Regions from separate parts of the Mus musculus genome. Here region 1 is linked to region 2. A link is a contact called in public Hi-C data. All regions are on one chromosome and are shown on one strand. Each heading gives the region's core, a stretch centred on a gene start, on an enhancer-like site or on the middle of the called end of the contact. The rest is flanking DNA. Distances are from core to core; before and after follow the strand shown.

The links. A called contact is a pair of places that touch in the nucleus more often than the background predicts.
Region 1: a contact with region 2 is called in a Hi-C map of neutrophils, with 4 times the contacts expected there. The contact joins two enhancer-like sites. A contact is called at or near these places in 1 of 15 datasets of contacts at CTCF or cohesin (large pre-B cells), 1 of 484 Hi-C or Micro-C datasets (neutrophils), 4 of 115 datasets of contacts at active chromatin or transcription factors (bone marrow-derived macrophages, embryonic stem cells, large pre-B cells and 1 more) and 1 of 9 other capture datasets (liver).

The regions. Positions count from the first base shown.
Region 1 is chr2:122,671,220-122,677,693 of GRCm38.p6, forward strand. No RefSeq gene overlaps it. Among named protein-coding and RNA genes, the nearest start is that of 4930417H01Rik, 28 kb to the right of the region's middle. Within about 2 kb of position 1,817, at least 49 of the 459 cell types and tissues checked have an H3K27ac peak or open chromatin away from gene starts, as enhancers often do. A contact at or near this core is called in neutrophils, where this site is marked.
Region 2 is chr2:122,344,213-122,350,589 of GRCm38.p6, forward strand. It overlaps Duox1 (dual oxidase 1), which reads left to right. Exons shown (of 33, transcript NM_001099297.1): 28 at 1-6; 29 at 367-599; 30 at 830-988; 31 at 2,036-2,191; 32 at 2,286-2,414; 33 at 3,058-3,760. The coding sequence ends at 3,180. Shf (Src homology 2 domain containing F) reads right to left here. Exons shown (of 7, transcript NM_001374011.1): 7 at 4,680-5,327. The coding sequence ends at 5,141. Among named protein-coding and RNA genes, the nearest start is that of Shf, 22 kb to the right of the region's middle. Within about 2 kb of position 4,824, at least 252 of the 459 cell types and tissues checked have an H3K27ac peak or open chromatin away from gene starts, as enhancers often do. A contact at or near this core is called in neutrophils, where this site is marked.

The DNA.
Region 1 (6,474 bases), core at 567-3,066, 320 kb after region 2:
TCTGTAGACCAGGCTGGCCTTGAACTAAGGGACCCACCAGCCTCTGCCCCCTGAGTGCTAGAATTAAATGCCTGCACCATCACCACCACCTGTCTGCTTGATTTTTGAGACAGATTATATAGTCCTAGGTGGCCTGGGACTTGCTGTATAGATCAGGCTGATATGGAACTCACAGTGATCAGCCTGCCTCTGAAGAGCCCCTGACCTCAGTGCTGAGGTGAAAGGTAAGTGCTACTACATCCAACTATTTAATCTCCCATTCTGCCAAAACATGTCCCACTACAGAATCTGCTATAAATCAATGTTTATCATTTATCAGGGATTCATTGACATTCCTTAGCAGAATTCATTAAGTGAGACATCTTGGTGTCATTTTACTGTGTTCTGTTTATTGAACAGAACCTTCTCCATGGGGATTTCTGATGTAGTCATTTTGTTTTACTGGCTTATATCCTGTACTATGTCTTTATCAGAAAGTCACTTTACTTTGCTCTGTTAAAAGCATTAAGATCCTCTTGCTTTCCCTAGCATTAATTGATGCCAAGATGGATTGGTACCAGGGGGCCTGTTTCCCGGGGCACAGTTACAAGAGTAGATGGTGCCTAGCCAGGGAAACACAGAACCTCCACAGATCCACAGTCTTTGCACAGCTAATGGAGCAGCTGTGGGCTGCGAGTGTGAGTAATAGAAGGGATGGATACTAGCGGTTATTAACCATGTGGTTGGTGCCGGCCACACTACATATTCCCTTGGGTAGTGTTCAGCAGCTGCTGTGCAAATGCTGGAAACTGAGGTAGCCCAAGTTACCACAGAGCCTGATCCAAGGTCTAGGCAGCCATAGCTGCTGCTCTTGCTCTCTTGCTCGACCCTTCCTTTTTTCTTTCTCTCTCTCTCTCTCTCTCTCTCTCTCTCTCTCTCTCTCTCTCTCTCTCTCTCTCTCTCTCTCTCTTTCTCTCTGTCTCTCTCCCTCCCTCCCTCCTTCCCCCCTCCCTTCCTCCCTCCCTCCCCCCCTCTCTCTTTCTTTCTTTCTTTTTTCTTTTTTTTACATTTATGTATTTATTTCTGGGTCGGGGCACCCATGCACATGCTGCGGTGTACTTGTGGAGGGTGGATGGGTATCAGAGAACATCTTAGAAGAGTCTGTGTCTCCTTCCACCAGGTAGGTTTTGGGAGTGAATGGAGGTGCTCAGGTTTGGTGGCCTTTATCTGCTTTATGCCTTTATCCGCGGAGCCACCTCCCCAGGCTCCTTCCCTCTGATATTCATGCACTGTGTCTCTTTTCTTTCTGGCTGTGCCTTTCTCATTATTATTAATTGCTTTCAAAATTTAAGCTAGATGAAATGCAAGGGCACTGTTTTCTCCAAAGGTGGGATGTCTGAGTGCCTGAGGATGCCCATAAAGAGCAGAAGGTGATCTGGGAGCTGCAGGTCCCCCTTGTTGTTTTTTGTCTGTTTTGGTTTTTTGGTGGCTGTGAGAATGAGCAGGGCAGCCGTGGATGCAGAAGGCTCCACACTAACTCGTAGCTAGTTGTGCACTAACTTGTAGCTAGTTGTGCACTAACTCGTAGCTAGTTGTGCCTAATGGAAAGTCTCAGCCATCTGCTCCTGCTTCCTGGGAAATTTCCCCAGGAAGGGCTGAATTTTACAAGCTGTGCTAGTTACTTTCCTACTGCGGAACACAGCTGCTGAAAGAAGGGCGGGCGGGCTTACCTGGGCTTAGCATTTTAGAGTTCAAGATGGCAGGGTAAAGGCAGCAGGCAGCAGGAGCTGGAAGCTGAGAGCTGGGGGCCCACATCTTGAACCACAAACAGGAAACAGAGGGAGCAAATTTTGAAACCTCAAAGCCCAACACCAGTGATGTACTTCTTCCAGAAAGGCCACACCCTCTACATCTTCCCAAACAGCACAACCCACCGAGAACCAAGTATTCAAACACCTCACAGGCTGAGCATTGGAGGGAAGCACAGGGCTTTGGAGGGCACTGCAGGAACCAGGCGAGGCAAGGGCTCCCCATAAGAGCTCAGAGAAGTGAGGTGAGAGGAGAAGCAGGAAAGGGTATAGGCGCAGAACCAGTGTGGTGTCAGGAGCCAAGTCCCCAGAGGCAGAGTGGGCAGATCGATCCTTTTGGGACTTGGGGAGCAAGCCTGAGAAGGCTCTGGAGGTGCTGATATGGAAGGCCACAGACGGCAAAGCAGCTGAGCAGCGGTGTGTGTCTGTGCGTGCTGTCCTGTGTGGTAGGGAGAGAATGGGCAGTTACCCTTTGGGAGAAGTGACTTAAGAAGCAGCTAACACAAGTGTATACAGTGGGGGCTGACTTGAGATATTGCTCTCTCTCTCTTCCTCTCTCTCTCCCTTTCTCTCTCTCTGTGTGTGTCTGTTTCTCTGTGTGTGTGTGTGTTTGTTTTATATTGTCTTGATGTTTGAATCATAGGAGACTTCAATAAAGAAAACAAAAATCTACTCAAAGAACTCTAAGGGCTTTGTCAGTTGGAAGGGCATTGGAGACCTCATGGGGATATTTTGAATAAACCGAGGCAGATAAATTAGGATTAAAAGGGGTTACAGGGGAAGAAGGGTGGAATCCAGAGACGAACTCAGGGCACGTGGCTTGCTTTGTTCTTTGAGCTTACACATGGGAGAAAAAAGAGGCTAGATCCTATAGTAATATTGAATTTTAATTAAGTTTAGTTTAACAGCAGAAGTAGCCATCACACCAGGCCACAGAGTCCTGGAGCATGCTGGTTACTCCCATGAGCTGGCGTCAGGGAGAGAATCCCATGCTTGTCTACAATCTGGATTCATTGACTTATCGCTCGTTGAGCAAAGATGGAGTCGCTGGGCTGAAATATTGATCTTGTTCTTAAGGTGCTTGTAGCCAAATGGACTCTGCATAGGCTATGGATAAGCTTGGTGTTGAAGTCTGCCAAGAAATAGGAGGAAGGATCCAGTGTGACTGAGAAGTGGAGCAGTTTAGGTGAATAGATAAGTGGGCATGGGTGGAGGTCTGAGGTAACCTAGCAAACATGAGGTGCATAGATGGGGGGATGGGGTGCAGGTGTTGGTGAGGGGAGAAAGAGGAGACAACTGGATGGGGCGTGGCGACCACCCAGTGCAGGAGACTAGACTAACAGAGCTCCCAGAACTCACATTCTGTCTGTCACACGTGATGTGACAGAGATATCTCTAGTCAGTGCTCACCCCAGAGAACAGCTATTTTCAGGCTATGACTCTGGGTGTGGGTGTATTGAACTGAGAGATTGCTTAAGAATTTTAGGTCCTTCTACCTATGACTGATTAGATCTTGCCCCGGGACATGTTCCTTAATCACAGGCTTTTGATGGGAGAACAAGGGGAGCGGGGAAAGGGGTCTGCTATAGGGTATAATTTCCGAGCTGATGGAATGTTCTGGGCTAGGACAATTATGAGTGACTCATTCGTGAAACCCACCCTGCACCCTACATGTGTGTTTAAGTCAGAGAGTTTGAGTTTGTTTGTCGAGCGTCTGTAAAGATAGGGAAGTCGGGGATCCTCAGGAAACCAAACTGGAGGGAGAGTGGTGGAATACGCAGCTTACGCCAGAGGCCTGGAATGTGTGAGTTCAGTTAGTTCTTAGAAGAGTTCTACAAGTCAGGCGACAATTCCCACCCCGCCAGTGAAGGCACTGGTCCAGACCATACCCACTGAGCAGGCTTTAAACTCAGGATTAGTTCTTCTCTGCCCAGAAGGTGATGTGAATGAAAGAAACTGATGTAAAATACTGTGCTGACTCTTTTTATGCCACTGTGACACAGGCTAGAGTCATCTGAGAGAAGGGGACCTCAACTGAGAAAATGCCTCCACAAGGTGGGGTTAAAGGTGGGCCTGTGGTGCGGGGGGGGGGGCATTTTCTTAATTGCGATTGATATGGGAAGGCCCAGCCCACTGTAGGCAGTGCTGCTCCTAGCCTGGTAGTCTTGGGTTCTGTAAGAAAGCAAGCTGAGGAAGCTGGGATGGACAATCCACCAAACATCATTCCTCCTTGGCTTCTACATCAGATCCTGGCTCCAGGTTGTCACACAGCCTGCCTAGGCTGCCCTCAGTGGTCTATGACCTGGATATGTAGACAAAGAAACCCTTTCTTCCTCAAACTGCTTTCGGTCATGGTGTTTCATCACAGCAAATAGTAGCCCTAACTGACATCTATATACTAAGGTTTCCATCCATCCTCAGATTAGTCCCCGAGGAGAGAATCTACTTGGAATCCACAAAATCACCTGTAGTGTATGCCTATGCTATGATCACCTGTAGTGTATGCCTATGCTATGATCACCTGTAGTGTATGCCTATGCTGATCACCTGTAGTGTATGCCTATGCTGATTTTCAGAATAAGATCTCTCTTTGTGTGGAGCCTTAGAGATGATCACACATGGTCCTTAGTATCAAATTTGTATAGGAAAATTACCTATGCCAATTTGCTTGTATCAAACAAGCAGGCTGGAATTTGAACTCTCCACAGGCTGGATCCAAACCCACTTCATTTCACTAGGCTGTCTCCTGAGTACCTTACCAACAGTGCTTGAGAAAGGCATAGCTCCTTTGAGGACTTTCATTTACAAAAAATAAAAATCTAAAAAAAAAAAATCAGGTCTGGTAGTTCTACATTCAATTAGGCAACTATTGATAAGGCAAGCCTGATTCTGCTGTGCACCACCCCTGTCATCCACCCCTTCCCACACAGCTGCCCAAGCCCGCAGGTTTTTAGCGTTTTAGTGCCTGGGGCAGCCCGCTGGCGCTGCAATGATCTTCAGAGAGCAGGAGTTGAGACTGCACGAGATCAATGATAAGATCAGTCCCGGCTTTAATCTGGTCGTAAGGGCTGAGAGCATGGATGTTGGAGCCACACTGTCTGGAACGGAATCTCAGCTCTGCACTTAGCGGCTCTCCTGAGTGAGTTTACGCAACCTTTCTCTGCCTCAGTTGCTTCAAGGGTACGACTGCGGTAATAAATCATCGGGATTTTCGGTAGAGAGTACATTGAGTTAATATCAATATCCCCAAAGCTTTTAGGAGCAGTGCCACACATTTAAATTTTACTGTATTTCTGAACAGCCAGGCCAGGCTGAGGTCCTGCAAAGAAAGAATAACATGTTCAATGAGATCTGCCTACCAAAGCTGGGGCTAAACCTAGCTCTTCAGCCCATTAATCTGCTGGACTCAAATATACACAGCTAATATTTTAACACTGAGAATAGAGATGAATGAGTTTTAAAGTGATCAAAAGTTTGGAAGTGGTGTGAGCTGTTAGTTCCAAGAGAAAAACAATCACCGTATTAAGGAATCTTTTAGATGTCTTCGTGAATGCTAGAACTGTTATGAGCCTGCTCAGTGCTACCGCTGAGCTTAGAGAGAGGTGACCACGTGTTCTAAGGGTAATAACTGATGGCTATTAACAGCAGTTTAGTTATCCTTGGGTGTGGGGTGTTTTGGAAAAATATCCAAAATAGTCTTATGTATGTTGCTACAGTCTCTTTGAGTTTATATGTGCATCTGTCTTATTGTGTCTAGAAGACATTGTTTCCTTGGAGTCACCCATTACCTGTTGGTTTTTATGTTCTGTCTCCACTTCTGCATAGATCCCTGAGTCCTGAAGGGGGGAAATTGATGAAAAATCCCATATCTAATGTGGGCTCAGAGGGGCTCACAGAGACTGATCCACCAACCAAAGAGCTTGCAAGGGCTAGACCTAGACCCTTTAAACATTTGTAGCAGATGTGCAGCTTGGTCTTCATGTGGGCACCCTAACAATTGGAGCAGGGACTGTCATTGACATTGGAGCCCCTTCCTCTAGCTGGACTGTCTGATCCAGCTTCAGTAGGAGAGCATGCCTTAGTCCTGATGCGAATTGTTGTCCCAGAACAGGTTGGTACCCAAAGGGGTGTTTCCCCTTCACTGAGGAGAAGGAGAGGGGGTAACTAGGGGAGGGGTTTGTGGGGATGGGACTGGAAGGAGAGGAGGGAGGAGTGACTATGACTGGGATGCAAAGTGAATAAATAAATGAATAAAAATAACTGAGTCTATTATGATAGCTCTGTAGAACAATTTGCAATCTAGGATGGTGGCACTTCCAGTAATATTTATTTATTTACCAGATGGTTGTGAGCCATCATGTGGTTGCTGGGAATTGAACTCAGGACCTCTGGAAGAGCTTATCTGCTGAGCCATCTCTCCAGTCCCCAGCAGTTTTATTATTCAGGATTGTTTTTTAGCGTGGTGTGTGTGTGTGCGTGTGTGTGTGTGTGTGTGTGTGTGTGTGTGTGTGTGTGAGTGTTTCCATACAAAGCTGAGGATTGTATCTTCAGTGTCTGTGGGTTGTGATGGAATTTTGATGGGGATCGTACTGAACTGGTACAGCGTCTTTTGGGAGGATGGCCGTCTTTGCACTCTCCACCTTACTGATCCTTGACCATGGGAGATCGTTCCATCTTCTGATAGCTT
Region 2 (6,377 bases), core at 3,574-6,073:
CATCAGGTACAAGCCTGGAGGTTGTGAGAGAACCAGCTTGGCTACTAAGGCAACTGACCAGGCACAAACAGTGTCTGGACCACTCAAGTCTACTGGCCTTGCCCAGTGGGGGCAGAAGGGGCCTAGAGCCATTGGAAGGAGTAATTCAATGAGAAACGTTCTTTGCTAGATTAGGCCCTGCTTAAGACAGAGAGTGGAGGAGACTGGGCCAGGCTTCCTCTTGCCCTGTGCATCCCCGGCTCCTCCTCAAGGCAAGGCTCTATAAAGGAATGTCTACTTGTTATCAGAGCTGAGGTTGGAGGAACTTCTGGAGACCATACTGTTGCTGGGTCCAAGGCAACAGTTTCTTGCATCATCCCTTCCTAGGAGTGACCCACCTGCGGTTCCAGAGGCCTCAGGGCTTTGAGTATAAGTCAGGGCAGTGGGTTCGGATTGCGTGCCTGGCTCTGGGAACCACCGAGTATCACCCTTTCACACTGACTTCTGCACCCCACGAGGACACACTCAGCCTGCACATCCGGGCGGCTGGACCCTGGACCACTCGCCTCAGGGAAATCTACTCACCCCCAACGGGTGACACCTGTGCCAGATACCCAAAGGTGCCCTGACTTCATAAATCTATTCACTCTTCAATTCCCCCAGCATCTCAGGCTCCCCATTGTACCCTCTTCCACAATCCAGAGACTTGCTGTTCCAGAAAAGACACAGATCCAACCCCACCCTGTATTTTTCCTGATGTCATATAACTCCCTACCCCTGCCTACTGTTTCCACTTCTGGCTTCAGAATGATGACCAAGCTGAATTTAAAAACCACTGCACTCCCTACAGCTGTACCTCGATGGACCGTTTGGAGAGGGCCACCAGGAGTGGCACAAGTTTGAGGTGTCAGTGCTGGTAGGAGGGGGCATTGGAGTCACTCCCTTTGCCTCCATCCTCAAAGACCTGGTTTTCAAGTCATCAGTCAGCTGCCAAGTGTTCTGTAAGAAGGTGAGTTACCAACCCCCATTTGCCTAACAATGACTGCACCTCCTGCTTCCATCCTTGTCTCTGATATTTGGTCAAAGGCTAGTCAGTCTGAAACCTGGAGAGGGGCAGTGTGTTGGAAAGATGCCAGGGTGTTCTGACGGGCAGAGTTGGTATGCTGATGTCCGTAAGGCCCCCACCCAGTTTCCAAGAGCTCCTTCATAGGAGTGCCCATATAGGAGTTACTTGTGGGAGTCTCTCCAGGAAAGGCTCAAGGAAGGTAAAACAAAACAAGCAAGCAATGAAACTACATTCCCTCATCCAGAAGAGGCCAGCCCTTGGAGCACTGGCTGGGAGAGGGAAGGGTGCCTTTCGGGTGGGGCACAAGTAAAACTGGCTTATGTCTCAGGATCCGGGGGAGGTACCAAGGTAGGACTTGCAGGTAGGTTGGCCCTAGCAACATGGCCAAGGCTTCAGGCCCCCTTTTCTGTAATTCCGACCCAGTGGCAGGTCCTTGCTTGTCTCTCTGGGCCTGGCAGGTGAATCAGGTGTGCTGGAATGTGGCAGGCAGAGGCCCAGCCTATGCGTTGCCTGCACTCAGAGGGTGCCAACTCTTCTTCTGTTCCTTCACTTGCAGTACCTGGCTTATCCTCTTGAAAGCTTGAGTTGGCTCCTGCCAGGGAGGCCTCCTTTCTTTTTTTAAATCACATTTCAGGCAGCTAAAGATCCCTAGGGTGGCAGCTCTATGAAATGCCTTTCAGCTCAAAAGTTCTGCCTCTAGGCAGCTGCTCACACTAGAATGGGCTTGGCTTGAGGAAGCTGCCTTGGACCTGACAGACGTTCAGATCAGTGGTGGAAGGCTCTTTGGTGAGATCGCTTCTCACTCACACCACTCTGTCCAAGGGCAAAATACATCTCTGTATTGAGGCTGGCCCTACTTCCTGTACATTCTATTTCCTAGGTGGTCTAGGGATAGGAACAGACTAGCTGAGGTCAGAATTCCATGTTGAGATCCAGGATCTATAGGGAAGCCAAGCTGAGCTGGCCCTGAGCCCCAGTGTGTGCCCTCAGATCTACTTCATCTGGGTGACAAGGACTCAGAGGCAGTTTGAGTGGCTGGCTGACATCATCCGGGAGGTGGAGGAGAATGACCGCCAGGACCTGGTGTCTGTGCACATCTATATTACTCAGCTGGCTGAGAAGTTCGACCTCAGGACCACCATGCTGGTAGGTCAGGGCAAGCCAGGCATGGCAGGAGGGCCACTCCCAGGGCCAAGGGTTGTTCCTAGCAATGGCCTTCCTCCCCCATTTCATTTGCCAGTACATCTGTGAGCGGCACTTCCAGAAGGTGCTGAACAGGAGTCTGTTCACGGGCCTGCGCTCCATCACCCACTTTGGTCGCCCTCCCTTTGAGCCCTTTTTCAACTCTCTGCAGGAAGTCCACCCCCAAGTAAGTCTACTTCATATCTTAGTTCTCGGCTCCTTTGATCACCCGAGGACTGAGCAAAGCTCTCAATCCTAGTCTATCAAGGAAACAACTGGTTACTGCTGAGAAGTCATCTCTTGGGAGACTGGTATGTTACAGACTGGAGAAACATAGATGGAGGGCCACCCTAAGGTAGGAAGGAAGGAAAGACGGATGAAGGGAACAGAGATCTGCCAACTCTGAAGTCTAAGTTCATCCACCAAAACAGAAGAGCTCAGTAATAGAAATATTCCTTACTATACAGTCAGGGCTATACTCACCATTAATACTAAGCCAGCTCTCCCCGTGGATGTGGAACTAGTTTTCGCCATGAACAGTGAGTGGGCTGGCTGCAGATAACTTATACACCAGGCTGTCCCTCAATTTGAACATTGACTCAGTTGGTCCTTTTACACTGACCTAGCACTTACAAAATTGAGCTAGACTTACAGTGAGCCAGCCCTCACCATACACGGTATAAAATAAACCTTGAGTGTGAACACTGGATGGTCTTTAATAGGACCATAAAGCTAACCTGCACCAGGAACATGAACCTGGCTACTGTTTTGAATACTGATCCAGCTCTACCAGTAAATATGTTCATCTTTGGCTCTTCCTCCTTCAACAGGTCCGAAAGATTGGAGTATTTAGCTGTGGTCCCCCTGGCATGACCAAGAATGTGGAGAAGGCTTGTCAGCTCATCAACAGGCAGGACAGGACTCATTTTTCTCACCATTATGAGAACTTCTAGGCCTCCTGCCCAGCAACTATGCCCACTACTGCCCTGCTGGGACAGCAGGGGCTTTGGCCTGTGCCTTAACCCAGTACTCATTTCTGGCCACCTCAGCCTTGGCCCTTCCCACCTGCCAACTTGGTTGGTCCAAGTAGCCTCGCTCAGGCATCATGTGTAGGCTCAGAGATCTCTAGGGCCAGAATGTGTCTTGAGTTTGTCGAAGGAGCACTGTTTAAGAACTATAGGTTCAGAAGTAGGGGAGCTTTTGGGTTGAGACAAAGTGAGAATTAAGCAAAAACTTGACAGTAGACAACCTGTCAAGTTTTTGAAAGTGAGTCTGAGTGATAGTATGGATGCTGGCGTCTTCAAGTCCTCTTCACTGTGTTCTTCCTCTCTTCAAAATGGTTGGGAGATGTCTTAGAGTAGCCAGGGGCAACTTACAGAAACCCTCAGGACCAGCCTAACTGAACAACTGATCTCTCAAAATGTAAAATGTAGTCAGACCTTTCTGTGCCCACTAACCGCCTGGAGCAGTGCCCCTCAGCCCCATCTCCCTCTTCTAGTGGTCTGTTTTGCAAATAAACGGTGTTTCCCCCTTTGGAGTTTCTTTTTTGCTGCCTTAGGTCAAGGTGGAGCTAAGGAAATCATCCACCCAGTGGGCTTTGCCACGGTGGTCCAGGCATCTCTCCAGTATCTACTGAATAAAAGCAGCGAAGACTGAAAAGCCCTTCCTCACTCTGGTGTTAGGCTGCTGACAGCGGATCACAAGGACAGAGAGGAGTCCTCAGGGAGCTGCAGTCGGCCTGGCTTCCTCCAGGGCATCAGCTATTCTAGCTCTGCCCTGAGACAAGGTCTTCCAGGCAGCATGAGGAGATAGATGTCTCCTAACCCCTCTAGGCCTGTTTTCTCAGGTGCAAAATGGTGGGTCCTCTTCCTATCATTCAAAGGCAGAGCAACCTTCAGAGAGTTTCTGAAAAGGTGCCCAATGCCAAATGATCTATTCGGAATACCTCGTTTCTCAGATCACACATCCTCACTTTGGAGAAATTCCCAACTGATTCTAATCAGCGCTAATGCACCGCGGGCTTGGGTTGAGGCAAGCAAGGGGCCTCAGGTTGTCCTAAGAGGACAACCGTCCCGAGGGCGTCTGGCTCCCACAGAACCTGTCTGTGGAGCAGCGGGAAGGCCCCGGACCCACGGGGGTCGGCTGAGGTGCGTGGCCCCAGACCCGGCCACCAGAGGGAGCTAAGGGAAAGGGACACGGCGCGCCCAGCCAGCCAGCCAGGAGCGGGAGCGCGCCGCCTCAGGGAAGCGCGCCTCCCGCCCGCGTGGCAGCGCCATCCGCGCCGTCAGCCTGGCGCGCTGCCTCTTTGTCTCTCGGCGCCTCCCAGACAAACCGCTCGCTGCTGGCGGGAAGCCGGGCTCGCTCGGGAGCAATGGCAGGAGCGACGCGGCCTGGACGCCCCCTGCCCGGCGTGAGGTGTTTGGTCAAAGGAAGCGAGTGGATGCTCGGAAAGTGCTTTTCGCAGGCGGCCGGCGTCGGCTCCAGCCTCAATTTATAGTCGGGCTCGCTCCCCGCCCCCTCCCGGCAGCCCCTGGGCGGCGCCGGCAGCCGCAGCTCTGCCTGGCCGAGCCTCTGGCCCGGAGCCCGGGCGGCCCGCTGGGGACGGGGAGAAGGGAGGATGCGGAGGGTGGGTGGTGCGGGAGGGAGGTCGCCACTCCCTCCCTAGTGTCTGACTGGGGCGGGGAGACCCCTTCCTCCTCAGGCTCTCCTCGGTGCCCAGCTCCACACAGTCCCTTTATTCCAAGGCCCAGGATTCCCTCCCCTTTATAATAAATTAAGGAATCTTCAGCGCCTGCTAGATCCTAGGACAAGGGGAAGCCAGGTTTCTGACATCATGTCCTTGGTAAGAACCGCTGCCCCCGTGCAGGTGACAAGGACTGGGTCCAGGTCTATCATAGTGCCCTGGTCTCACATCTACAGAGTCCGGATGGCCACAGGGTAGAGCAGGGACATGTGTTCCGCTCCCTTAATGGGCAGCTTGCGGCTGGCATAGTGGTGCACGATTTCAGGGACGCTGCTGAAGGGTGGGCTGTTCTGGCCCAACACATACTTGTGTTCCTTAGTCCGGGACAGCTTCATGTGCATGAAGCCCTGACTGCTCCTAGGAAGAGAAAGAGATCCCGGTGACCAGGGGTTCTCCTCAGTCCCCTACTTCTACCCCGACTCTCCCAGCAAGTGTGATTCCAAAGCCAGCTTCAAGTGGGAGGTGGACAGAGACGGGATGGTGGGGGAGGGGAGGGGAGGGGAGGAGAGGAGAGGGTTGAGTAGGTAGCATGAGGCACTGGCTTTGTGGTGAGGACGCTCATTGTACCAAGAATGTGTGTGTGGTGAGTATACAGGGTGTGTGCTGGTGGAAAGTGGGGTGCCCCGCACCCTCCAATTCTGTGACCCTAGCCCATAGCCTTTGGCTAAGGCCAGTTTAACCCTACCTGGACTTTTGAGACCGATTCATACAGGTCAGGCTAGTCTGTGTCTCCACCTCTTAATTATAGGTGTATGCCAGTGTATGGGGTACTGAGCCCAGAACCCAGGGCTTTGGACAGACTAGCCAGCACCTTAGCAACTGACTACAGCCCGGCCTTATGCTCAGTTTCCCCTTCTTGAGCTATATGGCAGCACCAGTCTGTGGGTCTTACACCAAGTCAGACCCTCTCAGTCCAGCCAGCCAGCCCTTAGGCCTGGAGTGACATCATCTGGAGACTCGGTTAGCATTACCTACCCAGAGTTGGGTAGGACAGACAAAGGAATTATGGTGTGGAGGTGAGATGAGAGGGCATGGGAGCCCCCCAGCCTGGAGTCTGATTGCAACCTCTTTCCATCAGAGAAGAAGCAAGCAGTTCCAGCACAACCGACATCTGCGGCAAAGGCGGCTGACACAGACTTAATACGTCTTTTAAATACAAAGATTTTATGTTGAGCAGGTCTTAAGGCCTGAGTGTGTATGACCTTGTGGAGGGGCTCATTCTTTTTCCTATACTATAGTTTGGTTGAAATTTGTGGGGCGAAACAAGCCCTTTCTACAGCAAAGCTGTCCCGCCTTCCTGTGTTCCCAGGGATTAAACTTTTACCTTAGTGATAGTAGTCCTATCAAGAGCCCACCAGTGATAAGACAGTCAGACCCAACCCAGATCCCGTATATGGCTACAGTAAG